Linked DNA regions of Mus musculus: region 1 is linked to region 2. A link is a contact called in public HiChIP or PLAC-seq data. All regions are on one chromosome and are shown on one strand. The core of a region is the stretch at or near the end of the contact, and the rest is flanking DNA. Distances in the headings are between cores, read along the strand shown.

The links. HiChIP or PLAC-seq counts read pairs in DNA pulled down with a chosen protein or histone mark.
Region 1: an H3K27ac HiChIP or PLAC-seq map of microglia shows a contact between it and region 2, with 3 times the contacts expected there. The contact joins two enhancer-like sites. A contact is called at or near these places in 1 of 39 promoter capture datasets (liver), 7 of 484 Hi-C or Micro-C datasets (B cells, CD8 T cells, embryonic stem cells and 4 more) and 4 of 115 datasets of contacts at active chromatin or transcription factors (the HPC-7 cell line, bone marrow-derived macrophages, microglia and 1 more).

What each region holds. Positions count from the first base shown.
Region 1 is chr17:83,395,412-83,402,247 of GRCm38.p6, reverse strand. The region is part of intron 1 of Eml4 (echinoderm microtubule associated protein like 4); the gene reads right to left. Among named protein-coding and RNA genes, the nearest start is that of Eml4, 48 kb to the right of the region's middle. Within about 2 kb of position 4,302, at least 147 of the 459 cell types and tissues checked have an H3K27ac peak or open chromatin away from gene starts, as enhancers often do. A contact at or near this core is called in microglia, where this site is marked.
Region 2 is chr17:83,294,256-83,300,952 of GRCm38.p6, reverse strand. No RefSeq gene overlaps it. Among named protein-coding and RNA genes, the nearest start is that of Gm24240, 28 kb to the right of the region's middle. Within about 2 kb of position 3,517, at least 12 of the 459 cell types and tissues checked have an H3K27ac peak or open chromatin away from gene starts, as enhancers often do. A contact at or near this core is called in microglia, where this site is marked.

The sequences.
Region 1 (6,836 bases), core at 3,053-5,552, 100 kb before region 2:
TTGTTTTGTTTTGTTTTTTAAAAAGTGAACAATGGGAGTCTCAACAAAAAGCAGACATTTTTAAATGGAAATTTTAGAAATGAAAATAATTCTTTAGTATCACAGGAGTTGAAGAAAGAGAATAACAACTATAAAGAAAAGAGAGTAAACTTATCAGAGGACATCACTTAACCTCAACACAAAGGAAAAAAGTAAACCTAACATCAGGCTTAGTATTTGTGCCCCCGTGTCTCCATGGATGAAGAGTCTGGGGGGCAGAGGTGGATCTACATAGTGGCTAGACTTCCCAAACTGTTAAGTTAAAATTTACAAATTCATTTAAATTGGGTGTACTGAAAGCCTGCAATCATATGCAAAAATATATACATAAAGCAGACTAAAACACAAAGGCAAAGTTATAAAATGTCAGTTATATAAAGTATGTTCATATGCTCTAAGCAGGAAGACGCACATGAACAAGGTACAGAAAGGACAAGTGTTCCCACCAGGACAGACTGGCGCTTAACTACACTAGGATTCAGAATGCAAACCAACAGGGCAATCTGCAAATAGGAAACAGGCAGATGTAGCACACAACACCCCTGAAGGAACAGCATCCCAGATAAACAATTCCTATAAATCAGTTTTTAAAGATCTTACAGAAAAACTGGCAAAAGCCTGAACACAGAAAAGGAACTATTACAAATGACCAATGAAAAAAACGGGCTGAGGTTTGAGTACATAGATCTTGGTGAGGAAAATTGCAACCGTACCAAATACTATTTTACGCATATCTGTGCAGGGTGGGAGTGATTTTCTCTTCTATAAAAGATAGGGTGAGATGAACAGATTATATTTATTTTTTTATGTGTGATAATGTAATTACTTTTGCAAATTAAATTCCAAAAAGAAAGAAATGAAGTTGTATTCCCAAAGAGCCCTGAGATTTTATAGCATACAAATAAGAAAATTGGGAGGATTTTTAAAAAAATCATAGTTGTTAATAATATGACCCTTAGATCTATTATGTGTCTATTTTTAAAAAAGTCCATCTATGAGAAGACATACAATATAAATTGCCAGGCTGACTTCAAATTCAGAGACCTACCAGTCTCTATCTCCTTAAGAGCTGAGATTAAAGGTGTGTGCCATCACTCCTGGCTAAAATGCCAGACAGAAGAGTAATGGCAGATTACACAAGAACACTAGAAATGTCCAGAGTAAGAACTTGGAGAAACCATTAAAACAGCACATACAGTTTAACAACTGTACAGCCCAAATGACAGTCAGCAGGTGTTAATCAAATAAGTCACTATATTGTGGCATGCCACACAGATCATAAAAAGGCCAGTGCATATTTATAATCACAAACATATGCTGACTACAGAACGAACACACTGTAGAGGAAACCCTGCAGCTCAGCATCAATGCTGTAGTGTCTGTCTGTGCAGAGTGGTTTCAGTTGGTAAACACACGGAAATGCAGGAACAAGTCTCTGGGAAATAGGATTTCAGAGAATTTTCAGATGAATTTCCTATAAAAAAAATGTAAGCAAAGTAATTTTTTGTTTGTGGTTTTAGGAGATGGTTTCTCTCTATGTAGCCTTGACTATCCAGGAACTCTGTAGATCAGGCTAGCCTCAAACTCACAAAGATCCACCTGCCTCTGTCACCCAAGTGCTGGGATTAAAGGAGTGTGCAAGCACCACCCTGCCACACACACAAAAAAGTTTTGTAAAGAGTACTTTTGAGGTCCTCCTGCTCACAGATAAGGACTAGAGAAACCAGGGCTGTTGAGCACACGGCTGGTCTCTTCAACAGGAGGATACATAGGCATGCCTTCCACCCAGGAGGCTGGGAATAGATAGCTCAGGGATCCCAGATTAGTACGTTTATCCCAGACTCTCCCTCCCCAGAGCTTTATCTTAAGCGCTGTTTCTTAGACAATACACCACCCTTAGTAGGGAATGTCACGTGATAGCCTGCTCTCCTCTAAGCTGTCTCAGTCAGACAGCACACCAGATCCCAGGCCCTTACAGAACCCATCTTCACTCTACAAGTCAAATGTGCTTGACAAAAGAGTTTTACACTTTAAGTTTTTTTGTGAACGTGGGGTTGAGATCATTGTTACCAGGAAACTTTTCTCCCAAACTGTACTGTACTGTACTTAAATATGTCTAAGATTAACTGTCTAGTGTCAAGACTGGAAGTTTGAACTAGCACCAGCTACTGAGGAGCGCTGACCAGGGTCTCCTTCTTGCACAGAGAATCCTTCCTCTGCTGGCATGAGGCTTGGAGGGACCCCAAAGAGTAAAGTAAAATTATGTTATGGACTTTTTTGTTCAATTAAGTGAAAATCCTTCTGTAAACTTATAAATATGATATTCAATGCATATTACCAGTAACGAGAGGTATGGAATCATTACAAAGTACTCCAAGGCCTTCAAATACCTCCTCTTAAAGACACAACAAAATCTATAACTAATTTGCCAGTTAGTGGAACAGGGGGAAAAAAGGAGAAAGAGATACAGAAGTTTGTTTTTTCCCTACTGGCAGAGGCACTTCTTCATCACCCAGCAACTTACCTTTATTGTTTGACTATTAACCGGACTGGGTTGTCATTAAATACGTCTGCAGAGAGTCAGAAATGATGTAACTCTATATCAAAGAGTCAATGCCAATTTGCATTCTGCAATAGCTAAGATTAATTCCAGGAAATAACTGTAAGGAAAGCGTGCGCGCGCGCGCGCACACACACACACACACACACACACACACACACACACACACACACACACCACACACACACACACACACATACAGCACTGGTTGCTCTTCCAGAGGTCCTGAGTTCAATTCCCAGAAACCTCATGGTGGCTCATCTGTAATAAGATCTTCAGGTGTGTCTTAAGACAGCCACAGTGTACTCATACACATAAAATAAACAAATTTAAAAACAAAACAACAAACCAAAGGAAAAGGTCTATGCTGGAAACACAAATGCACATATAGACACACTCGGGCAGGGTTTAATGTTTCTTACTAATCTGAATATCTTATTTCCGAAGTAAAAATCTTCTAGAAGAAGAGTTTTTAACTAAATAATATTTTAAAACTCAGGTATTTTAAATTTGTAGTAATCAGTAATATTCATTACCTCTGTTTAACAATACAATGATAACAAAAGCAAGACTCCTTTCTGATTTTGAAAGTGAAATAATACTTTGGGTGGTTTAAATAAGGATGGTCCCCACAGGCTCATATATTTGAATACTTAGTTACCATGGGGTGACACTACTTAGGAGGTGTGGCCTTGCTGGAGGACCAGGTGCTCTCAGCTTCTTTTCCAGCACCTGCCTGCATGCTATCACACTCCCCACCATGAGCATAATTGACTAAACCTCTGAGACAGTACGGAAGCCCCTCATTCCAAGCTTTCTTTCAGAAGAGTTGTTTTGGCCATGGTTCACAGCAACAGAACACTGAGACACACTTATCTACTTTAAAAAAGACTGCTTTTCCCTTGTAAGCTATTGTCACTAAAAGTCATCTAGCATATAACACAAAAAATTGTGTTTAAGAAAATGAAAAAGGGGGATGGAGAGATGACTCAGCAGTTAGGAGCATTGGTTGCTCTTCCAGAGGTCCCCGAGTTCAATTCCCAGCAATCATGCGGTGGCTTGCAACCAATTACAATGGGATCTGATGCCCCGTCTTCTGGCACATAGGTATAATTGCAGATAGAGCATACATACATAAAACAAATAAATATCTTAATTAAAAAAAAAACATGAAAAAAGGTCATTTTACTACTGTAATCCAAGGATGGTACCTAGTTTCAAAAAAATAGTAACTATTCTATCATTAATCCAATACAAAATTTAAAATATGTGCAGATAATTCTGTTTCCATGAGGGCTTTGGTTGGACCTGACTGAGGATGAAATATACAATCTGATTTTTTAGGAGGCACTATTTTAAATTGCTGTCCACGAAAAGCTAGTGCTTTCTATTCTTTTCTCAAGGATAATAGTACATTACATAACTAACTTATGTAATATATTATTCTTGAGAAAGGATTAATATCTAATTAATATCTAAGAAGAGTATGCTTCTTAGGAGAAGAAAACCGTGTAGCACACACTTGTTATAAAGTGAGCAGTTTTAAGTACTCAGAGCACTTAGGCCAACACTTATGCCATTCTTTTCGGGCACACTTAAGAGTGCAGGGAAGAACAGGATCTTGATTAGTCCCCACCTCCAGCCTCTTTTGTTCAAGCAAGTCAAGTGTGACAGACAGGACTCTTCTACATACAGGAATCACACACTGAAGCCACTGGCAAGCTGTCTTCCGCTCTTAGCATTTCTGCCTGTTTCCTGCTGCCTTTCCGGACACTGCAAGAAAACCCCAGCTCAAAATCTCACGACATACTTGACATTCTGAGGAAATCCTCTCCATCCAGATGGCCTATCACAAAGCCCATCTAGGCTGACACAAGTAAAACATGCTTAAGACAGTCCCTCTCCTGTCCCTTTGCTCTCTGAGCTAAAAGTTTTCTGCTCATTGATAAAGTGACACAAAGAAGCTGAAGGAGAGCAAGCAAACAGGAAACAGAACTGCCTCAGGCCACAGAGACAGCTAACAGACGTGATTGCCACAGCCATGCGCTGGCTTGAGGCTGGTTGGAGGCTTGGGTGCTTCAGCTGCTCCTCATCCACAGCTTCAAATCCAAACCCAAGTTCTCCTTCTTCTGAAACTGCAACACAGTACCATTTCTATAAATACCACTTCAGAAGTACAAAAGTGATCATTTTTTTGGGTAGGAAATAAAAATAAACACTGTGCGTGCAGTGGCAGGTCACACTTCCTTCTTCCTTTTGCTTTTGTTTAAAATGAAACCCACTTGGAGCATAAAGAATAATCACTTTTCATTAATTTTAAAACCTAAATATTTAGACTATATATGATATAACCATTTCACTAATAAACATAATTAAGTCATTTTCAAAATTATTTTAAAATGTTACAAGCTATAGTAGTATCAATTAATCTATAAGATAAAACAATTCACGACTGCTTGTATACACTCATTTTAAACCATTGATGCTGACAAGTAACGTAAAGTCAGAGATATTTCAGTCTGTCTCACACCATGTAAAGCCAGGTGACAATGAATATAATGGTTTTTTTTTCATGTGAGAGGCTGTTATTACAGAGGCACCTCTGAAGGGGGGGGGGGAGTGGTGGTGAGGGGAAGAAGTGAGGAAGGGAGAAAGAGTTACAATGTATTTTTTGTGTGAGCACTTCTGAAGTCAACTAAACAACAGATTCACAAAAAAGTATTGAAGGTGGCAGAGGATTTTCTTCAATTTGTTACTTTAAAACTTTGTATTTACAAAAAACCTATACCAACCCAAAATAAACACAAGTAATATGACTGCTATAAACACATTCACACACAAAAAAATAGTTAATAAATGAACCGTAACCCAAACGGAACATGCAGAGCTGTGAAGGAGAGGAGACTACACAGGATCAATGAATCTGTAAGCTGATAGAAGTGGAATGTGGAAAACCACCTACATTTATTTCCAATAACCTTGTGGGAAAGTGGGAGCCTTTAAAAGAGTATTCTACAATAAGAATTCAGAAAGCAACTGTTCTGATTAACAACTGGTACAGATCATCAATAGGTAAGCAATGGAGAGACTAATGAGACTTAAGTGAGCTGCGGAGTGCGTCTGAGTCATCACAAATTAGGAAGCCTTCAGATTCTTAATAATGATTCCCAGGGAGCCAGAAGCAGTTGTATGTTAACTTTAACCTCCCAATTTCAGCTGGTTCTATAGTTCTTTAAACTGCATGATGACAGCCTCTTGAAGTTAAGAAGTGCTTTCTATCTAGGATTAGCAAAACCACTTCTTTCTCTTCTGCAGTATGACACAACCAACCTTTTTCTCCACATCAATTTGATAAGATAAGAGTACTAATAATTTACTTATAGATTATATTAGATTGGTAATTCTTTCTTCTCAAATAAATCTGAGTTTGGGCCAGAAAGCTAGGCTCCTACTCTTAGTTACTATGTTTGAGAACTATCTACTATCTACTTTGTTGGACATCCCTCCTGAAAGACCTATACAAACTCTTTCAAGTATATGAATACTGTATCTAAAAGTTGTTCAAGATGCCAAAGAAAAGGGCTGGTCTAGTGGCAGAGTATGGCATAGCACTAATTAGACTGATTGTGGATCAAAAGAAAAGGAGAAGTGGGCAGTGAAGGAAGAGGGGAAAGGAATGAGGGAAGGAAACCCAGGAGAAAGGAGGGAGAGCTGGAAACAGTGGCAAGAGAACAGGAGAAGAGGAAGAGAAGGAACAGAGGAAAGGGAGGAAGAGAGGGGAGGTAAGACGAGAGAAGGAAGAAGAAGGGGACAAGGTGCTGAAAGGAACTGTGACAGTTAGTTGCATGGTCATCACTGGAGACAAACCCTCTGGATGCCGGCATTTCTAAGCTGAGCTGACACAGGAAGACCCTTCTTCCCTGAGTGTAGGTGGAGCTACTTACACTCCATGGGCTGGGGTTCAGGATTAAATAAAAGGGAACAAGTAGACTTGAGTATCAACACTTCCCCCTGCTTCCTGGTTGTAGATGCAATGTGACCAGCTACTTCAAGATACTGTCATCATGCCTTTCCCACCATGACAGACCATAACGTCACATCAGGAACCCAAATAAACCCTGATTTTCACAAGCTGCTTTTGTACCAGAACCTAAAATGTTTTCATCCCCAGCAATCTGCTCATTAGAAATGAGAAATGAAAAGTGTAGTGCTAATACCCTACAGTGACGTGAGAGAC
Region 2 (6,697 bases), core at 2,268-4,767:
GGGCATTTTGTAGGTCGTAAAATCGGTTTTAAGCAATTTTAAAAGATTAAGGTTAAATCAAATGTGATTCTTCTGATTCTAGTGGAATTAAACGAAATACTGATAAGAGAAAGCTATCTGAGGGCTGGGGATTAGCTCAGTGGTCTAAATGTTTGCCTAGCATGTGTGGAGTCCTGGTTTAAGCCTCCAGCACCCCAAATAAACAAAAGCAACAGCAGAAGACAAAACAAACAAAACCAAACAGAGTTATCAGGGATAATGTCAATTATTTTGGAACCAAATTATATGTTTACTATAGATTAAAGAAATCAAAAGAAAAATCTAAAAGGTTTTAGAAATAAATAAAAGCAACTCAATCAAACTTTATGAGAGTCATCTGATACAAATTCACAAAGACATTTCTAGCATTAAACACCTATATTAGAAATTAAGAGCCAGGCTTGGTAGCTCATACCTGTAAGCACAGCATTTGGGAGGTAGAGGCAGGAGGGTTAGGAGTGTAAGGTCAACCTCGGCTTCATAGAGAGTTCAATGTGTGTAGTCTGGGCTACGGGAAACCATTTCTCAAAAAAGAAAAAATAAATAAATCAAACAAGTCAGGTGGAGTTGGTGTGCTTCTTTAGTCCCAGCACTCAGGAAGAGGAGGCAGAGGCAGAGGCAGAGGCAGAGGCAGAGGCAGAGGCAGAGGCAGAGGCAGAGGCAGAGGCAGAGGCAGAGGCAGAGGCAGAGGCAGAGGCAGAGGCAGAGGCAGAGGCAGAGGCAGAGGCAGAGGCAGAGAGGCAGAGGCAGAGAGGCAGAGGCAGAGAGGCAGAGGCAGAGAGGCAGAGGCAGAGAGGCAGAGGCAGAGAGGCAGAGGCAGAGAGGCAGAGGCAGAGAGGCAGAGGCAGAGAGGCAGAGGCAGAGAGGCAGAGGCAGAGAGGCAGAGGCAGAGGCAGAGGCAGAGGCAGAGGCAGAGGCAGAGGCAGAGGCAGAGGCAGAGGCAGAGGCAGAGGCAGAGGCAGAGGCAGAGGCAGAGGCAGAGGCAGGAGGATCTCTGTGAGTCTGTGGCCACCCTGGCTTACAAAGCAAGTTCCAGGACAGCCAAGGCTACGCGGATAAACCCTGACTCAAAAAACAAAAAACAAACAAACAACAACAACAACCCAACCAACCAACCAAACAAGCAAAACAAAAGTAAGTTGATAAACAAACAAACAAACAAACACAACACAACAATAACAACCACCACGAACCAAACCAAAATGAACAACAGCTAGGTATGGTAGTTGACATCTGTAATCCCAATTCAGAGGGGTGAGAGGAACATTATGAGTTCAATGGATAGAAAAAGTATCGTATGTAACGTAATGAAAAACCACATGCCAATACATTTTAGCAATCTAGAGAAAATTCCCTTACATATTTGAATTATTAAAGCAGATTAAGTAAGATCTAGACAAATGTTTCTTTTTCTTTTTTTTTAAAGATTTATTTATGCATATGAGTACATTGTAGCTATCTTCAGACACACCAGAAGATGGCATTAGATCTCATTACGGATGGTTGTGAGTCACCATGTAGTTGCTGGGATTTGAATTCAGGACCTCTGGAAGAGCAGTCAGTGCTCTTAACTGCTGAGCCATCTCTCCAGCCCTAGACAAATGTTTCTTTCGTGTGGTGTATGCATGTGCTTGTGCCTGTGTGTGCCTGTGCATGGGGGAGCTACAGGTTGAAGGCAGGTGCCTTCCTTGAACCTGCTAACTTTGAACTGAATAAACTTAGTACTATTACATTGAGTAACTAAATTAAATTAATGGTTAAAACCTGCACAAGTGGCCATTAGGGCCATTTAAATGACTACTACTATTATATACATGGTAGAGTGATGGTCTTATGTCAACTTGACTAGTCATCTGAAGAGGGAAACTTAACTGAGACAATGCTTCCTTAAAACTCAACTGTAAGGTATTTTCTTAATTAGTTATTGATAGGGGAGGACCCAGCCCATTGTGGTGGTGACACCTCTAGGCTGGTGGTCCTGGGCTCCATAAGAAAGCAGGCTGAGCAAGCCATGGGGAGCAAGTCAGTAAGCAGCTGCCCTCCATGGCCTCTCCATCAGCTCCTGCCTCCAGGCTCCTTCCATGTTTGAGGTCCTTTACTGACTTTATTTGATGATGAACAGTGATACAGCAAAGTTTAGCCTAAGCCAAATAAACCCTTTCCTCTTTGTTTGTTTGTTTGTTTGTTTGTTTTTTGATCATGGTGCTTCATTGAAGCAATAGAAACATTAACTAAAACAGGTGGCTAGGGCTGAGGAGATGCCTCAGTGGTTAAGAGAACCACTTTGTTCTTCCAAAGGTCCTGATTCAAATCCCAGCAACCATATGGTGACTCACAAGCATCTGTAATGGGATCTGCTGCCATCTTCTGTCATTCAGGCATACATGTAAATAAAGCACTCATATACATAAATAAACCTTAAGTAAGAGAAATATCAGCATATCAGCTTCCAGAGGGCTCGTGGAGTGACTGAAACTCATTCACACTTGCTGGGCAAGTGAAATGGTACAACTACTTTGAAAAACAGTTTGGCAGTTTCTCTAAAAAAATAAAAATAAACTTATGGCTGGGCAGTGATGGTGGGCACTTTTAATCCTAGCACTTGGGAGGCAGAGGCAGGCAGATTTCTGAGTTGGAGTCTAGCCTAATCTACAGAGCTAGTTCCAGACCAGTCAGGGATATACAGAGAAAAATCCTGTCACAAACAAACAAACAAATAAAAGTAAATATACTTATCATTGCCACATCTTCATATTTACTTGGAACTTAAATTTTTTCAAAGTCTACCTTTTTAAAAAAAGATTCATTTATTATTGTATGTAAGTACACTGTAGCTGTATTTAGACACACCAGAAGAGGGCACCAGATCTCATTACAGATGGTTGATGGGATTTGAACTCAGGACCTTTGGAAGAGCAGTCAGTGCTCTTAACCACTGAGCTATCTCTCCAGCCCCAAAGTTTACTTTAAATGATGGCTCTTACATGCTTTAACTTCCCTTCTAGCCTGCTACCCAACAGAGGTAGTGGAAAAGAGAGGAAACAAGGGAAGTGGACCTGTTTAGAAATGGTCCTTTGGAGCAAATACCATCTGAGCCGTCAGGAAACCAGCACAGGTCAGCAGCAGCAGCAGCTTGATACACTCACAAACACTTCATGGATATACCAGCAGTCCAGTCCCAGTAATGTCTGGATGGCAAACATGAAGCAGCCGTGGTGGCACTACCTAGCAGAGACAGCCAGGCCTTAGCAGAATTAGCATGAATCAGCAGGAGGAACCAAGACCAACAGGAACGCCAGAAAGCGAAGATCAGTTAAGATGCAAGAAGAAGAAGAAGCTATGTACAGCTGGCTCTATAAGCAAGGCAGGCGCCTCTCCCTGGCCTTTGAGTCCTAGTTATACTCCCCCCAAACATCCCGTGTCCTCCACCAGTCTTGCCTCACCACAGGAGTCTGTCTCAGCTGACATCACTCTGCCAATCAGCTGGAGTCTGCAGAATTGGCAAAAAGCTGCAGTGCACCACCACCAGTTTTTTGAGGCAGGTCTCTCTATGGAGTCCTGACAAAAGGAGCTCAGCTACACAGTGTAAGGTGGAGCAATACAGGAGTGTTGTTAGCAAAGTCTTTCACCACATGTCCTTTCACATGCTTGTTTTAGCAGAACATCCTTTCGCCTGTGTCCACTTCAGGAAAACACTCCTTCATGTGTTCGCCCCAGCAAAACACCATCCAACACAACTTTCCAAAGAACCCTTAAGTTTCTACTTCATTTACTCAAATGTTAGAAAATGAACACATCTTTATCTGTACATGAGGGTTTTTAGTACATTACTCATAACTGTCCCAAAGGAGAATCATTCCAAATGTGTTTCAGCAGCAAACGGTCACACCAACTGTAGCATTGTACAATGACATATTAGCAACAAAAGGACATACGTTGAATACCTGTAATATGGGTAAACCTCAGAAAAATTACACAGATGGAAAGAGGTCAGTAAGGTAACCCCTACCTCCCCCAAACCTGTACACCAATAAGATGGTTCCATTTCTATAGCATCCTAGAAAATGAAATGAATCTATAGTGAAGTAAAGCAGGTCAGAGGTTGTGGACAGGGTAGGGAGGCACAGCAGCGAAGCGTAAGACAACCTGGAGCAGAGCACGGTTTTTAAAAAAGCTGGGGTGGGGGGATTAGAGAGATGGCTTAGTGGTTAAGAGCACTGACTGCTCTTCCGAAGGTCAAATCCCAGCAACCACATGGTGGCTCACAACCATCCATAATGAGATCTGATGCCCTCTTCTGGAGTGTCTGAAGACAGCTTACAGTGTATCACAAATGTATAATAATAAATTAAAAAAAAAAAAAGCTGGGTGTGGGAGTAGGTAGAAATGGGTGGGTCTCTGAGGCTTGATGACCTAACCAAAATTGGCAAGCTCTAGGCCAATGAAAAGACCTTGTCCCAAAAAATAAGTGGGTGGGTGTCACCCAAGGAATAACACCTGGTACACAAAGACACAGATGGACAGACAGATAGACAGACAGACAGACAGACACAGGCTAGGCAGGCGATTCCACCATGTAGCTAAATTGGGGGGGGGCGGGCTCTCTAGAACACGCACACAATCACTCTCCAAAGTCCTTCAGCTTCTGCTCAAAAGTTGAGCTGCCATCAACCCGCAGAGAGTGGTCTCCTGTAAGAGCCCGCCCAGCCCTGCTGTGAGCGTGAAGCACACAGGGCGGCTACAGAATGAAAGTTCCAATCCTCTGGGCACGTCACTGTAGCATTTCCAAGGCATTCGTTTCAGGTCCTAGGGAAGCACTAGATAAAAAAGTTCCTACTCGGAAATGAAGTACAGCCAGAGCCTCAAGCCTTTAAGCTCCTAGAGTCGTAAATCATCTACAGTGCTGAGACAATTTTGGATCTGATAAGACTCCTCTTCCCTTCCATGGGCTAAGCTTCTGTACAGCTCTTGCTCTGTCCATGGCTGCTATCCGAATCCATTGTGGGCTTCCTTTCCTCTGACCCGATCTTCAGTGCTTCTAAGAATAGATACTCAAATGGATTGACAAGGTTGTTGCCTTTGTGAGCAAAATGAGACTCCCTTAAATAAGCTTATCTCCTCTTTCCTCTCAAGGACTCAAAAAGGTTACTCTAAAACACTCTGACATTGGCCGGGTGAAGCTGGCCTATCCGTGTGTCCGGTTTTGCTAAGAGGCAGGGGGATGACTTAGAGTAGCATACTTTAACCCTCTGTGTGCTTATGAATCACCCAGAGATCCTAGCTGTGAGGCACTCAAGAGTATGGTGGACCCAAGACTGCATGGGGACTGCTTTTCCCAGGAGGCACCGATGCAGCTAGTTGAATCTTAAGGCAAGTGACCTTCTAGAGTCATCTCAGGGACACCATGAAGCAACATTATGACCCTCAATTGAAAAAAGATCATTCAAATCAAAGTGAGGCAACTTCTTAGCACTGCCTTCAATTACCCAGTCAAGAATTCTCTTCCTTATGTAAATATATGCTCATTCATTTGATAAGAAGAAGAACCCACTTGCTGGGCATTGTCCAGCATGGGTACCTGAGTTCAGATCTCCAGAATCCACCTAACAACGGCCCAGGACATACACAGACATCTGCAACTCCAGAGGTTGGTGGGGATGGAGACTGGCAGACCCTGCGGGTTTACTGCCCAGACAGCCTGGCTGAGCCGGCTGGAGCTCCAGGTTCTGTGAGAGACTCTGTCTCAATAAGTGAGATGGAGAACAATAGAAAAGATGCCTAACACCAACCTCTGCCCTTCACACACACACACACACACACACACACACACACACACACACACACACACACAGGCCTGGGCACCTGCATGCGCAGACACACGGAAGTGCAGTTGGTTAGATTCTTACCCTTTTTCTGGAGAGTCTTTGTAACAACATTTGTGTGTGTGTGTGTGTGTGTGTGTGTGTGTGTGTGTGTGTTTGTGGTCTATTCAGTTACCCCAATCCAAGCCACCTTAACTCTTGCTGCATCCAGCCACTTCTTGTGTGTATTCGATTTCATTCACTTTCAAAAGGCATGAGATATTGAGACGGGAGCCACTTAATGCTAAGTTCATCATCTAGCTATTGTTTTCAGTCCTTGTGACAAATGGGCTGATCTCTTTCCCAGATAGTGGCAGGATCATGTTGCACATCTTGAATTTTCCTCTTTTCGAGGCAAAGATAAGTACTAGAAACAGCAGCAGTCGCTACCGGTGATTTAGAGTCACAGTGAAATATGTGGAAATGAGTTGCAGGACGGTCTCAAGGTGTGGTCATGAATCTTCCAGGGGAGGCTGTCTGTGGCACTGGCTGAGTTCCCCCACTCCTGACAATACCCTCTGCTTTGTAAGTCAAATTGCATGGATTTTTTCAAATTAAATACTTGATTTTTGAAAAGGAATGAAATAGCTTAGTTCTACCTAAAACTGATGAAGCTAAACAAACACATTACACACACACATACACACAAACACACATACATACACACACACATACACACACACACACACACATATACACACACACACAAACACACATACACACACAAACACACATACACACATAAACACACATACATACTCACACACGTACACACACACAAACACACATACACACAC